Linked DNA regions of Sus scrofa: all the other regions are linked to region 2. A link is a contact called in public Hi-C and HiChIP or PLAC-seq data. All regions are on one chromosome and are shown on one strand. The core of a region is the stretch at or near the end of the contact, and the rest is flanking DNA. Distances in the headings are between cores, read along the strand shown.

Evidence for each region. Hi-C and Micro-C count contacts between places; a contact is called where the count stands out from the background. HiChIP or PLAC-seq counts read pairs in DNA pulled down with a chosen protein or histone mark.
Region 1: a contact with region 2 is called in a Hi-C map of retroperitoneal adipose tissue, with 2.6 times the contacts expected there. The contact joins two enhancer-like sites. A contact is called at or near these places in 3 of 5 promoter capture datasets (fetal liver, fetal skeletal muscle and liver), 25 of 47 Hi-C or Micro-C datasets (alveolar macrophages, brain, embryonic fibroblasts and 14 more) and 2 of 2 datasets of contacts at active chromatin or transcription factors (alveolar macrophages and skeletal muscle).
Region 3: an H3K27ac HiChIP or PLAC-seq map of skeletal muscle shows a contact between it and region 2. The contact joins the promoter of ARHGEF10L here to the enhancer-like site in region 2. A contact is called at or near these places in 3 of 5 promoter capture datasets (fetal liver, fetal skeletal muscle and liver), 24 of 47 Hi-C or Micro-C datasets (alveolar macrophages, embryonic fibroblasts, epiblast stem cells and 13 more) and 2 of 2 datasets of contacts at active chromatin or transcription factors (alveolar macrophages and skeletal muscle).

The regions. Positions count from the first base shown.
Region 1 is chr6:76,041,911-76,046,678 of Sscrofa11.1, reverse strand. No RefSeq gene overlaps it. Among named protein-coding and RNA genes, the nearest start is that of ARHGEF10L, 20 kb to the left of the region's middle. Within about 2 kb of position 2,373, at least 1 of the 83 cell types and tissues checked has an H3K27ac peak or open chromatin away from gene starts, as enhancers often do. A contact at or near this core is called in retroperitoneal adipose tissue, where this site is marked.
Region 2 is chr6:76,138,739-76,143,543 of Sscrofa11.1, reverse strand. ARHGEF10L (rho guanine nucleotide exchange factor 10-like protein) reads right to left here. Exons shown (of 27, transcript XM_021095452.1): 5 at 3,732-3,823; 6 at 1,954-2,037. Among named protein-coding and RNA genes, the nearest start is that of ARHGEF10L, 77 kb to the right of the region's middle. Within about 2 kb of position 1,848, at least 50 of the 83 cell types and tissues checked have an H3K27ac peak or open chromatin away from gene starts, as enhancers often do. A contact at or near this core is called in alveolar macrophages, embryonic fibroblasts, fetal liver and 5 more, where this site is marked.
Region 3 is chr6:76,061,451-76,066,051 of Sscrofa11.1, reverse strand. It overlaps ARHGEF10L (rho guanine nucleotide exchange factor 10-like protein), which reads right to left and starts at 1,840. Exons shown (of 27, transcript XM_021095452.1): 1 at 1,584-1,840.

The DNA.
Region 1 (4,768 bases), core at 1,124-3,623, 97 kb after region 2:
ATCCAGCTCCGAGCACAGCAAGGAGGCCATGTGGCTGGACCAGAGTGAGCCAGGCAGAAGGAAGAAAGGAGACAGGAGGAGTGTAGGGAAAATTCTGAAAGATTTTGAAATTGCAGTAGGTGTTCCAACCTGCAGCCACCCTCCACCTTTCTTAGTCTTGAAGGTAACTTACAGCTCAGGAAACTGTAGAAAATGGATAGTGATGCAAATAATCCGGGAGTTCCCGTCGTGGCGCAGTGGTTAACGAATCCGACTAGGAACCATGAGGTTTCGGGTTCGATCCCTGCCCTTGCTCAGTGGGTTAACGATCTGGCGTTGCCGTGAGCTGTGGTGTAGGTTGCAGACGCGGCTCGGATCCCACGTTGCTGTGGCTCTGGCGTAGGCCGGTGGCTACAGCTCCGATTCGACCCCTAGCCTGGGAACCTCCATATGCCGCGGGAGCGGCCCAAGAAATAGCAACAACAACAACAACAACAACAAAACAACAACAAAAAAGACAAAAGACAAAAAAAAATAAAAATAAAAAAAATAATCCTTCCATTAAAATGTAAATTGTGTCCTGGGAATACAGGTGATTTAAAGGTTCATCTCAGCGTTCCTGTCGTGGCTCAGAGGAAATAAATCTGGCTAGTATCCATGAAGACACAGGTTCGATCCCTGGTCTTGCTCAGTGGGTTAAGGATCCGGTGTTGCCATGAGCTGTGGCGTAGGTCGAAGACGTGCCTCGGATCCCACATTGCTGTGGCTGTGGCTGCAGCGTAGGCCGGTAGCTGTGTGGCTGTAGCTCCAATTCGACCCCTAGCATGGGAACCCGCATATACCTCGAGTGCAGCCCTAAAAAAGACAAAATAAAGAAATAAAAAGAAAGGTTCATCTCACTAATAGAGACTGGCTGAGAGCAGCTTGGGTGGCATTTAACTCACTGGTTTTGCCTGTTTGGTAACATTGGGTGGAGGGAGGGAGGGGTGAGATGGAAGGAAGGAGGGAGGGAGGGAAGATGGAAGGAGAGGAGTTGAGAGAGGATCTGGTTTTTTCAGATCTTCAAATCCAGGACTCTAATCAGAACCCCAAGAAGAAACGAGCTTCAAATCCCTCAGCCCCAGGTGGTCAATTACTCGGTGGGTCTGGCTCGCTTTCTCAGTCCCTATTAGTCAAGCGAGAACTAACTTGTTATTTTCTTTTTGGTACTTGTTCAAAGCAGCTCCCACTCTTCCTCCGGCCATTGCGCCATCTGCAAAGCTGGGTGTGATTTCCAACTCCCAACCCCATTCCAACATAACTTTATAGATTTGTTTATCAGGGGCTTGCAGGGGGCTGGGTGGGTACAGTGCACTGGCACTGCAATAAAGGACACGGAGCTGTCAACCCTTTCTTGAAATCTACCGCGTGTATGCGTGTGTGCACGAGCGCGTGTACCCATGCATGCATTTCTTTCATCTCCCCCATTTTTAAGAAAACATCAAACTTTCTAAGAACAGTGGAGCCAGTTCAGCACGAGCAGGAAGTCATGAATGACCTCTCGGGCTTCCTTCTAACCCTTTGATTCTTCTCCTTTTTAGAAAGAGGCACAAGCTCCGAGCACTGCTTGCACAGCATAATTGCCAGACAGGAATCTGCGCTCATGAATTCATCTACCACTGGCTGGGCAATCCTTGTATTTGGTTTTGGTTTTGCAGTTTTCACCATCACAAAGCTATTAGGAAACTCTGGTTGCCATCATGTTCATCATTATTCAGAGTTTAAAAGGAGAATGTGGAGTTCCTGTTGTGGCTCAGCGGGTTGAGAACCCAACATAGGATCCATGAGGATGCAGGTTCAATCTTTGGCCTTGCTCAGGGGGTTAAGAATTCAATGTTGCCGAAGGCTGCGTGATGTGGGTTGCAGATTCGGCTCAGATTCCATGTTGCCGTGGCTGTGGTGTAGGTCAGCAGCTGCAGCTCCGATCCAAGCCCCTAGCCTGGGAACGTCCTGAGAATGAATGATTAATTAATTAATTAAAATGGAGAATTTTGGAGTTCCCATCGTGGTTCAGTGGTTGACAAATCCAACTAGGAACCATGAGGTTGCAGGTTCGATCCCTGCCCTTGCTCAGTGGGTTAAGGATCCGGCGTTGCCGTGAGCTGTGGTGTAGGTTGCAGACGCGGCTCGGATCCCGAATTGCTGTGGATCTGGCGTAGGCCAGTGGCTACAGCTCCGATTGGACCCCTAGCCTAGGAACCGCCCTATGTCACAGGTGCGGCCCTAGAAAAAGACCCAAAAAAAAAAAAAAAATGGAGAATTTGCATGTGTTTGGCAGACCAATTACAGACGACGCAGTCTCCTGGGCACCTCTCATCTCTAGGTGCATTTGATCATCACAACTCAGAGAGGTTCAGTGACTCGCCTGAAGCCACACAGCCATCTAGATCTGGGCCAGGATCAGAACTTCCTAACTCCCCCTTCAACCCCTTTCCTCGGTGGAATCAGCTCCTTCTTCGCTAATCAAGACATCACTCACATGTCATCACCTTTCACTGGACTGAGGAAACCTGGCAATTCTCTGACTTGTTTCCCCACCACCACCACCCCAGGATAGTTTATAACAATGAAGAAAACAGTCACTGAGGCCCCCGCCAGATATAAAACACGTGGCTGTAAAGTGGGCTTCAGTGTAATGATCAAAGTGGTACATCTGGTTCTGGTCGCCTCTCCTGGAGGGGCCCTGCTCCAGCCCCCTTCCTGCTACCACAGCTGAAAATAATTCTTTCCAGGAACTGGGTAATTCTCAACCAGGGGAGGAGACTTTGCTCCCAGGAAACATCTGGCAATGTCTGGAGACCGGTTGTCATAACTGAGAGGCGATGCCCTTGGCATCTGGTGGGTGGAGTCCAGGGAGGCTGCTAAACGTCTCCAGTGCACAGGATGGCGTGGCAAAGACTTTCCAGGGCTGCAAATAGCAATAATGCCTGAAAAACCCCTGCATTAGCCCAAGGCACACAAGTCAGGGCTATTTACAAACCCAGGAAAGATAACGATTCTCAAGAGCTAAGTGGGGAGGGAAATTTTTGAGCTAAGAGAATGGTGCTGGAGTTCTCCTTGTGGCTCAGTGGTTAGCCAACCCAACTAGCATCCATAAGGATGCAGGTTCAATTCCTGGCTCACTCAGTGGGTTAAGGATACAGCATTGCCATAGTGTAGGTCACAGATGCAGCTCGGATCTGGCATTGCGGTGGCTACGGTGCAGGCCAGCAGCTACAGTTCCGATTGGACCCCTAGCCTGGGAACCTCCATATGCTGCAGGCGGGGCCCTAAAAAAAAAAAAAAAAAAAGAATGTGTGTGTGTATATATATATATGTATGTATAACTGGATCACTATGCTGTACAGCAGAATTTGACATAACACTGTAAATCGACTCTACTGTCATAAAAGCAAAATAAAAATTTTTTAAAGGGGGGAAGGGGTAGGGGAGGATAAATTAGGAGTTTGGGATTAGCAAATACAAACTACTGTATATAAAATAGATAAAATAGATAAACAACAAGGACCTACATTCAATATTTTTTTAATAAACTGTAGTGGAAAAGAATATATATATGTATAACTGTACCCGTTTGCTGTCTACTAGAAGCTAAGACAACATTGTAAATTAACTGCACTTCAATTAAAAAAACCAGGAGTTCCCTGGTGGTTCAGCAGGTTAACGATCTAGCATTGTCACTGCTGTCACTCACGTCACTGCTGTGGGCAGAGCTTGATCCCTGGCCCAAGAACTTCCATGTGCCATGGGCATGCCCCCCCAAAAAAAAAGTTTAAAAAAATTGTTCAAAATCAGCTGCATGTTGTACAATTTAGCTCCATCCTGACACTGTCTACCTGCTGTTCACATCAGATCAAGTTCAGGGCTCAGTCCCAAAAAACTGCTCACCCACACTTCAGACACTAAATGAAGTTCAGGTTGTTACCTGTGCTCCAGACCCACAGGCATAGATCAAAGGTTCCCATGCCCCGCTCCTTACATTTGATTAATTGGCTAGAATGGCTCACAGAACTCGGGAAAAAGTTCACTTACTAGACCACTGATTTATCATAAAAAGGATACCACTCAGGAACAGCCCTCAGGAAGAGATGCAGAAAGCGGCGTTCCCTTCATGGCTCCGCGGTTAATGAACCCCGCTAGCATCCGTGAGGACGCAGGTTCAATCCTGGCCTCACTCAGTGGGTTAAGGATCCAGCATTGCCGTGCGCTATGGAGTAGGTCGCAGATGCGGCTGGGATCCCGCGTTGCTGTGGCTGTGGTATAGGCCACCAGCTGCAGCCCCAATTCGACCCCTAGCCTGGGAAATATGCAGAAAGCCACATATGTAAGGAAGGGGCACCAGGTTTCCAGCACTTCCCAGGGTTCACTGACCCAGAAGCGCTCCAAACTCTGTGATGGAGACTCTGTTACATTGGCATGATTCATTAAACCATCGGCCATTGGTGGCAAACTCTATCTCCAGCACCGCCCCCCTCCTGGAGGTAGAGGGAAGCTGAGGGGCGGGGCTAAAGGTTCCAACCTTCCAATTTTGGGTGGTGTCCCAGGCGACCAGTCCCCATCCTTAGGGGTTTTCCAAGTCACCTGATGAACATAAATTCAGGGGTGGCTGAAAAGCGCTTGTTTGGGAACCCCAAGAGACAGCCATTTCTCTTTTATCATTCTGGAGCTATTTCAGAGGACAAAAGTAAATATTACAACAGAAGATGCCACCTATGGCTTTTCTATAGGAAATGACGAGAGTTTTAGGAGC
Region 2 (4,805 bases), core at 599-3,098:
CTTCAGCTTTCTTGGGCCTCAGAGCAGTCTGGTCCCTGCCCTCTGCCTCCCCTGCCTCCTGGGGGCCTGGCGCTTCCCTAATGCTCAAGATCACGGCCCCCTTTCAAAGCTCTTACCATCGCCCGCCCATGCTCTACATCAGTCATCTCCTGGCGTCCTCACAACCCCCAAGGAGAAAGCTATTATTGCCCAATTGGGCAGATGCCTTGACTGAGGCCTGAGGGATTAAGCAGAAGTCCTCTGGTGCAATCCTCCCCAAAGGCCTATGAGGTCAGAATGATAATCTGATTCCACATGAAGAAACCGAGGCCCAAAGCACAGAGAATCAGCAGCAGCCAGGATTTGAACCCAGGGCTGTGTGTGTCCACTGGCCCATGCTGCCTGCATCTCGGCGGAAAACCTCGTCACAGGCTGCACAGGTCAGTGCTGGGCCCCGGCAGGTATGACACTCCTAACAACAGCATCCTTGTGCCGTGCACCTGCTGAGGGCCGGCCACAGCCTCTGGGACCCAATCCTCCCACAGCTCTGAGAGTGGGGGGTCCTGGGGCAGGGGTTCTGGTCCTCAAATTGTAGGTGCAGAGCTGGCTCCCAGACCACCTGCTCTTGTCTGCCTCAGAGTAAACTGCAGGACATGCCAGACCCCACATCCTGAGGACACGATGGTGCCCAGTGCAGACTGTGGCCAAGTCTTCAGTGGTTGATTTGATTCAGATGGGAGAACAGCCCAAATGGGTCAAATGACAGCCTCAGGCTGCTCAGATCTACCAGCTCTGGGACCTGCATACAGCCGCCCGTTCCCACTCTCCTGGATTTGCATGAGCTACAAGCAGGAACAGGCCCAGGTCCATTCGGGGCTTGCCAGATAGATGCGTGTATCACTGGCCCACCACCCCTGTTCCTGGAACAGACATCAGGAGTGTCCCTCTGTGGGCCCTCAGATGGAGTCGTGTTGTCTGTGTGTCTCTCCCATTGGATTATACGCTGCCCCAGGATGGTCCTGGTCGCCCCTGTCAGACTGAGAACTCCTCAAAGGCAGGGGATGTTTCCTCTTCTAGATGGGGAGCCCCTAAAGGCAGGCAGAATAGTAGGAAAAGCAGAGTCAGGCAAATGTCTATTCCAGTTCTGGCTGTGTGATGTGGGGCTGGTGGCTTAACCTCTCTGATGTGACTGTCACCTGGAGCCATAAACCCTGCCCCATCACGGGGTCACTGAATAGGGGGAGCAAATGTGCTTCATCCATCATAAAATGCCACCCAAGTCCTTTGGGGGGTAGGGCACAGAGCATTGGACTTGGATTCAGAATGACCCAGATTGGAATCCCCCCTCTACAGTTTCCTCCTCTCAAGAATAAGGAAGTAAGACTCTAAGCGAAGTTTGGGGACAAAACATGAAGAGCAGCTGGCATAAGGTGTTCCAGCAAAGATGGCTCTGGCTGTGAAGGGACATGAACTAGCCCTCCTCCCTGGAGAGTCCCCCCTCCAGCCAGGTGAGTATGTGGGGCCCAGTTCCGGCAGGACTCACCCTCCCCGGCTCTGTTCCCCTCTGTGGCCACCACCTCCCCGCCCTCCCTGCTCACCGCGGGCCTCGCCCCAGAGCAGGGCCCAGGCCTCACCGGTCAGCTTTAATAAACTGTCCTTCTCAACAGCTCTGGGGCTCTTAAACCATTTTCAGGAGGAATGGAGACGGAGACGTGAAAGAGTGGCCTGGGGACCCACAGCCCAGGGTGCCCCTGCCCTGGACGCCCTAACCCCTCCCCAGCCCCAGCCCGGCCCCGCCCTCCGCGGTCTCCCGACGCTCCCGGGAAGAGCGCAGGGGTTTTTTAAAGCAAGAAGGCGGGGCCATGGACTGGGTGGGGCCACGGAAGACGCGCAAGGAAAGACCCTCCCCCGGCCCCGCCCCCCCGCCCCCCGGTCCGTCGGGAGAGAAACAAGGACGCCCGAAGGAGACTTTACCGGATTGATGAGCGTCCAGGTTCTCGCAGGGGACGTCGTCGTAAATCACATCTTCCTCCAGGGCGGGGAAAGTAAACCTCTCGACTGGGAGAGAAGGGAGAGGAGGAGAGCTCGAGCCCGGCTCTGGCGGCCCAGGCGGGAGGCGGCAGCCGGAGTGACACCAGGACTGCACCAGCTGGCGGCTCCCTCCCGCCCGCATCCCCGCGGCTCAGCTGGGCCAGCATCCTGCAGCCCAGCCCCTGGGGAGCCCCGGCCTGCCACTGCGCTCAGAGGACCGGGTTCCGCTGCCTCTTCTCGCCCTCCAGCCCCTCCAAGGCGCCCTCCCAGTGACCGAAGCACACTCCATCCGCCTCCCGGCCACCCGCAGGCCGGCCCATCTGGCCGATGGCACTTGCAGGGAGCATGAAGCAGACCCAGCATTTGTGCCCTGGGGCCCGGAAGCCTCTTCTATTGCCCAGGCCCCCACGACTACCCCAGAAGGAGCCAGCTCCTACCCACCCAGAGGTGGGGGAGGGCAAGATGGCTGTAGGGAGTACAGGAAATGTCCCGGTGTAGGGAAAAGGATTTGGAGAGTGGGGTGAAGGGGTGTCCCACAGAACTCAGCCAGCGGGGTCCTGATTGGTGAAACATTCAGCAAATGAGCACATGGCTCCCCTATCATTTTGCTGGGCAGGCTAGGAGCAGGGCAGAGCTCACAGCCTGCCCCTGTTAGCAGCTCCAGGGATGGAACATTTAATGAGCTGTTCCCCCCCCCCCCCGCTCCGAAATTGTGCACCCAATCTCTGCCCCCTTTAGGGGCATGGAGCCCCTGCAGAGGTAGGGTTTGGAAAAGCAGTCCCCACCCTCAATGGGAGTCTGTCCTCACCTGCATAGGACCAGACTCTGAAGTCCCCACTGTCCTAATTGCATTGCTTCCTACGGTCCCAGGGCCCCCAGAGCCCAGTCAGATCTCCTCACCTGCCCACCCCACCCCTCCATGGATTCTGCCTCCCACACGGCTCTGAAACCTGCCCATCTCACTCCAGGTCCCTGGCTCCAGCCATCAGCCTCCCTCTCCTGGTCAGCCTCCAGCCCACCCACCTGTCTCAGAGCATCACCCCATCCCACAGTGACAGGACTGAAATGCACACATGGCCGCATGGCGCTCTCATGGCTTCCTAGGGCCTCTCGTGACTCCCTTTTGCCTTCAGGAAAGTGCAGCCTCCAAGGCCCCCCACACCCCAGGAGGAGCTGGGGAGAAGGCAGCCTCGCCTGGCCTGCTCACCCCTTGGGCCCTCCCTCCACCGCGCCCAGGTTGGCTGCTTCCCATGTGCCCGGCATCCCCTCGCCCTCGGGCTCCAGCACAGGCTCCCCCTCAGCCTGGCCACACTCACCCTGACCCCTGCTCCTTCACTCTCTGCCTTCAGGACTCCTGGGCTCTCCTAATCCCCCCCAACCCAGCACCTGTGGTATCTGCCTGCCTGTGTGTCTGGTTTAGCTCCCAGAGGGACCCCATCTTGGTCACCAGGGTACACCCACCACCAGATCACCTTCGGAAGTACTGAGGGGACAGAGGAACAGCTGAATGCATGACCTACTCCTGGGCCACAGATCTCATCAAGTGACAAAGGGGGCCACTCTCAAGGGTGGGCAATGGCCGAGTCACCTCATAGCAGCCACCAAGCCCACAGCAGCCATGCAACAAGGACGAGCCCTTGGCTTGCATGAGCCCCCATCAGCTCTGGGCCCCATCCTGGCACCACCCTCCTGGGGCTGAGACCTGGGGTCTGGGCACTCACTGCGACGGGAGCTCTTCCGCCTCCAGCTGGAGCGATGGACCCCGGAGAAAGCTGCATCCACGGCCTCCCCATTGCTCAGCACAACTGGCGCCCTGTGGGCCAAGAAACGGGCCCAGTGAGCAGGGAGGACAGGACAGCTGATGCCTTGAAGCCACAGGCAGCCCCTCACCAGGTGACAGGGCCACTGGTCCCTGAGGCCATGGGTCAGAGGGCTGAGGAGGCCACGTCTGGGCTGGCCTTGGACAAGCCTCTTCTCTCTCGGTTCCCTCACCTTTAGAAGAGGCTGTAAGGCCAGCCTGCTGCTTTACACGCGCATAAAGGTCAAACGTATTCTCAGGGGCTCCCCAGGCAAGGGCACCCCTTCTCCAGAGCAGACTCAGCGGGACTCGCCATCTCCCCATTATCCCATGTGCAAAATGGAGGCCAGGGCTGGGGGTTCCTGCCTGAGAAACAGGCCATAGAGCCTCACAAGACCATGCCCGGAGGGCAAGCTTATTCCCCACACACACTCGAGGATAAGCTGGATTCAGAGATGTGCTTCCCAGGAGCAGAGGAGCAAAGGGAAAGCAGGGGGCAAAGAGTGGACACACCTTCACCGAGTGGCCACGTGAGCATCGCCGGTGACATCACACGGGCATCACGTACCCCTGGAGTGATGCAGCAAGAAGGGTGCTCACCCCTGTGGGATTCTTACCCCAAACCCACAATGCCAGGCTCATCATGAGAAAGACACCAACAAACCCAGATTACAGGACAGCTATAAAAGCCCTGCCCATGACTCCTCAATGCTCTCGAGATCCTGAAACACAAGAGAAGTCTAGAAACTGTCACAGGGCAGAGCAAAGTAAATGACAACTGAATGCCACGTGGGTCCTGGATGGGAACCCCACACAGAAAAGGGACATAAGCAGAAAAACCGGAGCAATCCCGATACGGTCAGGAGTTCCGAGGATGGCAATGTACTAGTGCTGGTTTCCGAGTTTTGACGAACATCCTGTGGTCATGTGAGATGTTAACAATGGGAAAACGGGGTGAGGGGTATATGAAACTCCGTGCTACCTTAAAACTATCCCG
Region 3 (4,601 bases), core at 591-3,090, 77 kb after region 2:
GTATCATCCTGCGGAGGGAGCCCAGGAAAGAGCCCAGGGGTTCTTCTCAGCCTCTGGGTGGTGGGAATGTGAATGAGGCTAGACCAGTCACCCCCTGAAGACTCCAAAATCCCAGTAACTGAGGACACCCAACTGGGAGGGCTGGTGGCATTATTCCCAGAGGAGCTGAGCCCTTGAGAGGATGGAAGAGAGGCCCCTGAATGAACCTCAGGGGACCCTGAGGAGGCAGCCTCACTCAGACATCTCTGTCCCAGAGGTCCCAGGAGCCTCTGGAGGAAATGCCACAGGGAGGAGGGGCCGGCCTGGTGCAGCGAACACTGTTAGGAGCCAAGAGGGAGGGTCTGACCCTCTGCCATCTCTTAGCTGTGTGACCTCAAGTAAGTTCCCTCACCTCTCTGAGCCATGGCCCTCCCCCTGGGAGGTCAACCAGAGGGACACACAATGGCCCAAGGTCCCCCTGACAACCTCAGCCTCACCAGGCCCAGCAGGACCCCCCCGAGCCCTGGAAGCCTCATCATTCTGGCCCTGCAACAGCAACCAAGCGACAGAACTCAGGGCTCCACTGGGCTCTAGACCCAGGCTTGCCCAGCTTCAAATCTCAGGTCCCCTTTCTTCAAGCTGTGACATCTCGAGTAAGTTACTTAACCTCTCTGTGCCTGCTTCCTCAGCTATAGACAAGAACGATAATAATAAAACTTACCTCATGGGGTGCTGGGAGGATTCAGTGGGTTCATACATGTCACATACTAGCTTAGCAAAGCGCCTGGCACAAGGCAAGTGCCCAGCAAGCATGATACCATCCTTCGCCAGACGCTGGCCCCACAAACGAAACTGCTGCCTCCGCAAGCAGTGAGCTCTCCGTCACCGGAGATACTCAAGTCGGGGCTAAATGGCCACCTGTCTGAGACTCACAGCCAGAACAACCGGGGTGACCTTTAAAACGCTTCCAACTCTGAGCCCATGACATCACACCCATGAAACCGTGCGCAGTGTGTTTCTTCTAACGCGGCCAGGATAGGAGGAGGTAAGAGAGGGCTGCCAGGATGGGCTGGGGGCAGAAACAGAGGGGCAGGCGCTAAGGGGCAGGGAAGGAGCACAGGGGGGGAGGGGGTGGGGGGAGCAGCTAGCCCCTCTGGCCTCTGACTCACAGAATGACCTAGAGTTAGTCCCTCTCCCTGGGGCCTCAGTTTTCCCAGCAGTAAAATGATGCCACTGAGCTGGGTGTCCTCTGAGGCCGTATCCAGCTGCAGCTATCAAACTCTGTGACCTTAGAAGGGAGGCGGGCAAAGTTCCCACTGCCACACACCCCTGCCCGGCTCCCTCTGCCTTCCTCACCCCCGCCTTGCCCCGACCTGCTCCGTGAGGGTCAAGGTCATGATCCCCGAGGCTCCCAGCCGAGTTCTCCCGAGTGCCACACAAGGCATTCCGAGCCCCACCACCACCTGGGACAGAGCAGGGTGTCCCCAGGCCCAGAGCCCAAGGGTGTTGACGACAACGAGACCCAGACACACACCCAGAGACCGCCAAAGTGTCCTCCTCCAGCCCAGCAAAGGACAGAGATGGCGAAACACCAAAAGCCTGACCTGGATTCTGTGCCGTCCAACTCCAACCGAGGAAGAAGGGAGCACGGGTGATGCGGGCAGGCCCCCACGGCAGGGAAGGGTCTCGTCTGTCGCAGCGGCTGGCAGAATGGGCAGGAGCCCAGGGGGTCACATCCACTGGCTCCCCTCGCTGGGCGTGCAGTGGGCCCAGGGGTGAGTCACTCACCTGCCAGACCTGCCAGGCGGGCGGGCAGGAGGATGGGAGGAGGCTCCTGGCAGCCCACAAGGAAGGGCTGGACCGAGTCAAGCCAGGCAGGCAGGGCTGGGCCAGGAAGTTGTTTGGGTGAGGAAGGGAGGAGGGGTGTGAACCGGGGAGGGGGGGCTCTAAAAGGGGGCTCGGAGCAGAAGGACTGAGTCGCGACAGCTACCTGCTGGCCCAGGAAAGGGCACAGGGCCTGGGCACAGGGCAGGGTGGGAGGTTCATCCACGAACCAGGAGCCTTGTGACCAGAGAAGGTGGAAAAAAACAACAACAACAACAACCACGACTCTGAAGTTGGAAGCTTTCAGGTTTGCATCCTTGCCCTTTCCGGCTGTGTGGCCTTGTCCCTCCAAGCCTCAGTTTCCCTCTTGTTTAACAGGAGTCATTATTAGAGTACCGACATGATGGGGCTCTTATAAGAATTCAATGAGACTGTGTAGGGATAGGGCGCTGGAATCCCGGTTGCTAGGAGACAGACAATAGGTGGCTCTGATTACAAGGATGCCTTTTTGGGACAGCGGGATGGTACACTGAGGGCTGGCCCTATTGGCATTCTCATTGCTGGTGTTAATCACCCCCACATGTTCGCCAAACATCTGCTGAGCTCATTAAAAGCATGAGGATCTGGACACCAGGAAAAGAAGTCATTTAACCTCAAACACTTACTCTGCCCGAATCACGTGTTCCTGAGATCCCAGGATGAGGTCTCAAAGGAGATCAGCCTCAGCCCTTTAAAGGCTCATTGACAGAGAGTTCCCTGGTGGTCTAGTGTTTAGGACTTGGCACTCTCACCACTACGACCGGGGTTCAATCCCTGGTCTGGGAACTGAGATGCCCCGTCAAACCACTGCACACTGCAGCCCAGACAAAACAATGCTCACAGACAGCCTGAACTTCACACCAAACCTGACCCGACGCTGCTCCACCTTCTGTTATGAGACAGAGGCAATGGAGCCTCGAGGTCTTAGATTGGGGCTCAGCAAACTACCTTGAGCCAAAGCTGGCCCTGCATCTGTTTTTGTAAATAAAGTTTTATTGAAACTTGGGCATGCTCATTTGCTTATTGTCCTTGGCTGCTCTGGAGAGACAAAGGCAAAATTGAGTAATGGCAGACACCAGAGGGTCTGTAAGACCAACAGCATTGGCTGTCTGGCCTTACCGGGAAAGTTCATTGACACCTGCCCCAGCGGATGATGATAAGCCTGGGTTTTGGCTTCTGCATGTTTATCCACTAAAAATCTCTTCATGAATAGCTTCATATAAGCCTCACAAAAAGTCTCCCCCTTTTACAGAGAAGGAAGGTCAGGCTTTTGAGAGATCAGTAACTTGCCCAAGATCACAGAGGGCCGTGGATGGGTTTTGTTTTTGTTTTACTGTCCCGCTGTTGGGGAGATGGCCCAGATCATCAGTGTCAGAAAATGAGACACATGGACAAGGGGAGATCTTGACAAGACTCTTTACTTCTACAGGGGGGCGTGGGTGCTCAAAAAGCACGCAAAAAAGAAAAGACCCTCCCGATGTATCCCTAACACAGGTGATGTACCTGTCCCCTTCCCATGCGTCAGGTCAGGGCACACCTTCTTCCCAGTTGGCTAATTGAAACAAACTGTTGCTGAGAGAAGAGGGAAAGAGGAGGGGGTCACAGGAGGGCGTTTCAGCTGAAACCAGAGCAAAACAGAGTCACCAAGATTTCCTTTGATAGAAAAGACATTACGTCACTTCTCACACCACCTGCGGCATATGGAGGTTCCCAGGCCAGGGGTCAAATCAGAGTTGCAGTGAAGCCTACACCACAGCCACAGCAACGCTGGATCCCAGCCATATCTGTGACCTACACCACAGCTTGCAGCAACCCCAGATCCTTAACCTCTTGTGCAAGGCCAGAGATTGAATCTGCATCCTCATGGATACCAGTCGGGTTCTTAACCTGCTGAGCCATAGAGGGAACTCCTAGATGGGTATTTTGAATCAAAGGCTGAGGGACACTGGGGCCTTTGGAGAGCCTGGGGCACAAGGAGCTCGGCAGACCCTAGCAGGGCTGGAAGTTTTGCCCCACGGGAGAAAGTAACCCCAGGCTGGGTTCCCTGGGTTCCCACCCAGGAAGCTGCCAAGCCCTGGACGAGAGGCAGGTGGCCCCAGTCTGAGTCCTAGCTCCACAGGGAGGTGACGAGGATCACGAAGAATTTAAGCACCTGGAAAAGCACTGGGCTGCCAGGAAACCCCTCTGTCATCGCTAGAGCTTCGCTGCCATTACTATCAGGGCTTAAAGTGTGAGCAAGAGGAAGCCAGGAGAAGTAGCCCGTCCACCTGCAGAATGGCAGGAGGGGAGGGCTCTTCCTTCAAGCAGGCCTGGCCAGGGTCCAAAGGAATGATTCCTGGGTCCAGGGGCCTTGAGAGGAAAGATGCCATCCACCACCACCTCCCTCACCTCCATTCTAGCATCTTCCCTCAACCCTGGGCCAGGAGAGGCTGCCACTGTTGGGAGGCTGCCTGTTTGTTCCCAGAACCCCACCCAAGAGGACACTGCCTTCTCCCACCCAGAAGGGCTGGCCTGGGCCTTTGGCTCCCAGAAGAGCCGTCACCAAAAGTCATGGTGGGAGAGGCCAGAGTCACTCCCGGTGTTTCTCTTCGGAAACCTGGACCACCAGTCCATCCCCCAACTTCTGAGGGTACACAGGCCTCTAGAATTTCCTCTTCTGTTCTCTGTGGGTCCTCTCTTCTCTGGCCCTTCCCCTCTCTATCCACCCCCAAGACCCGGGGGGCAGAGGAGGGGCTGGATATTCGTTGAGAAAAAGCCAT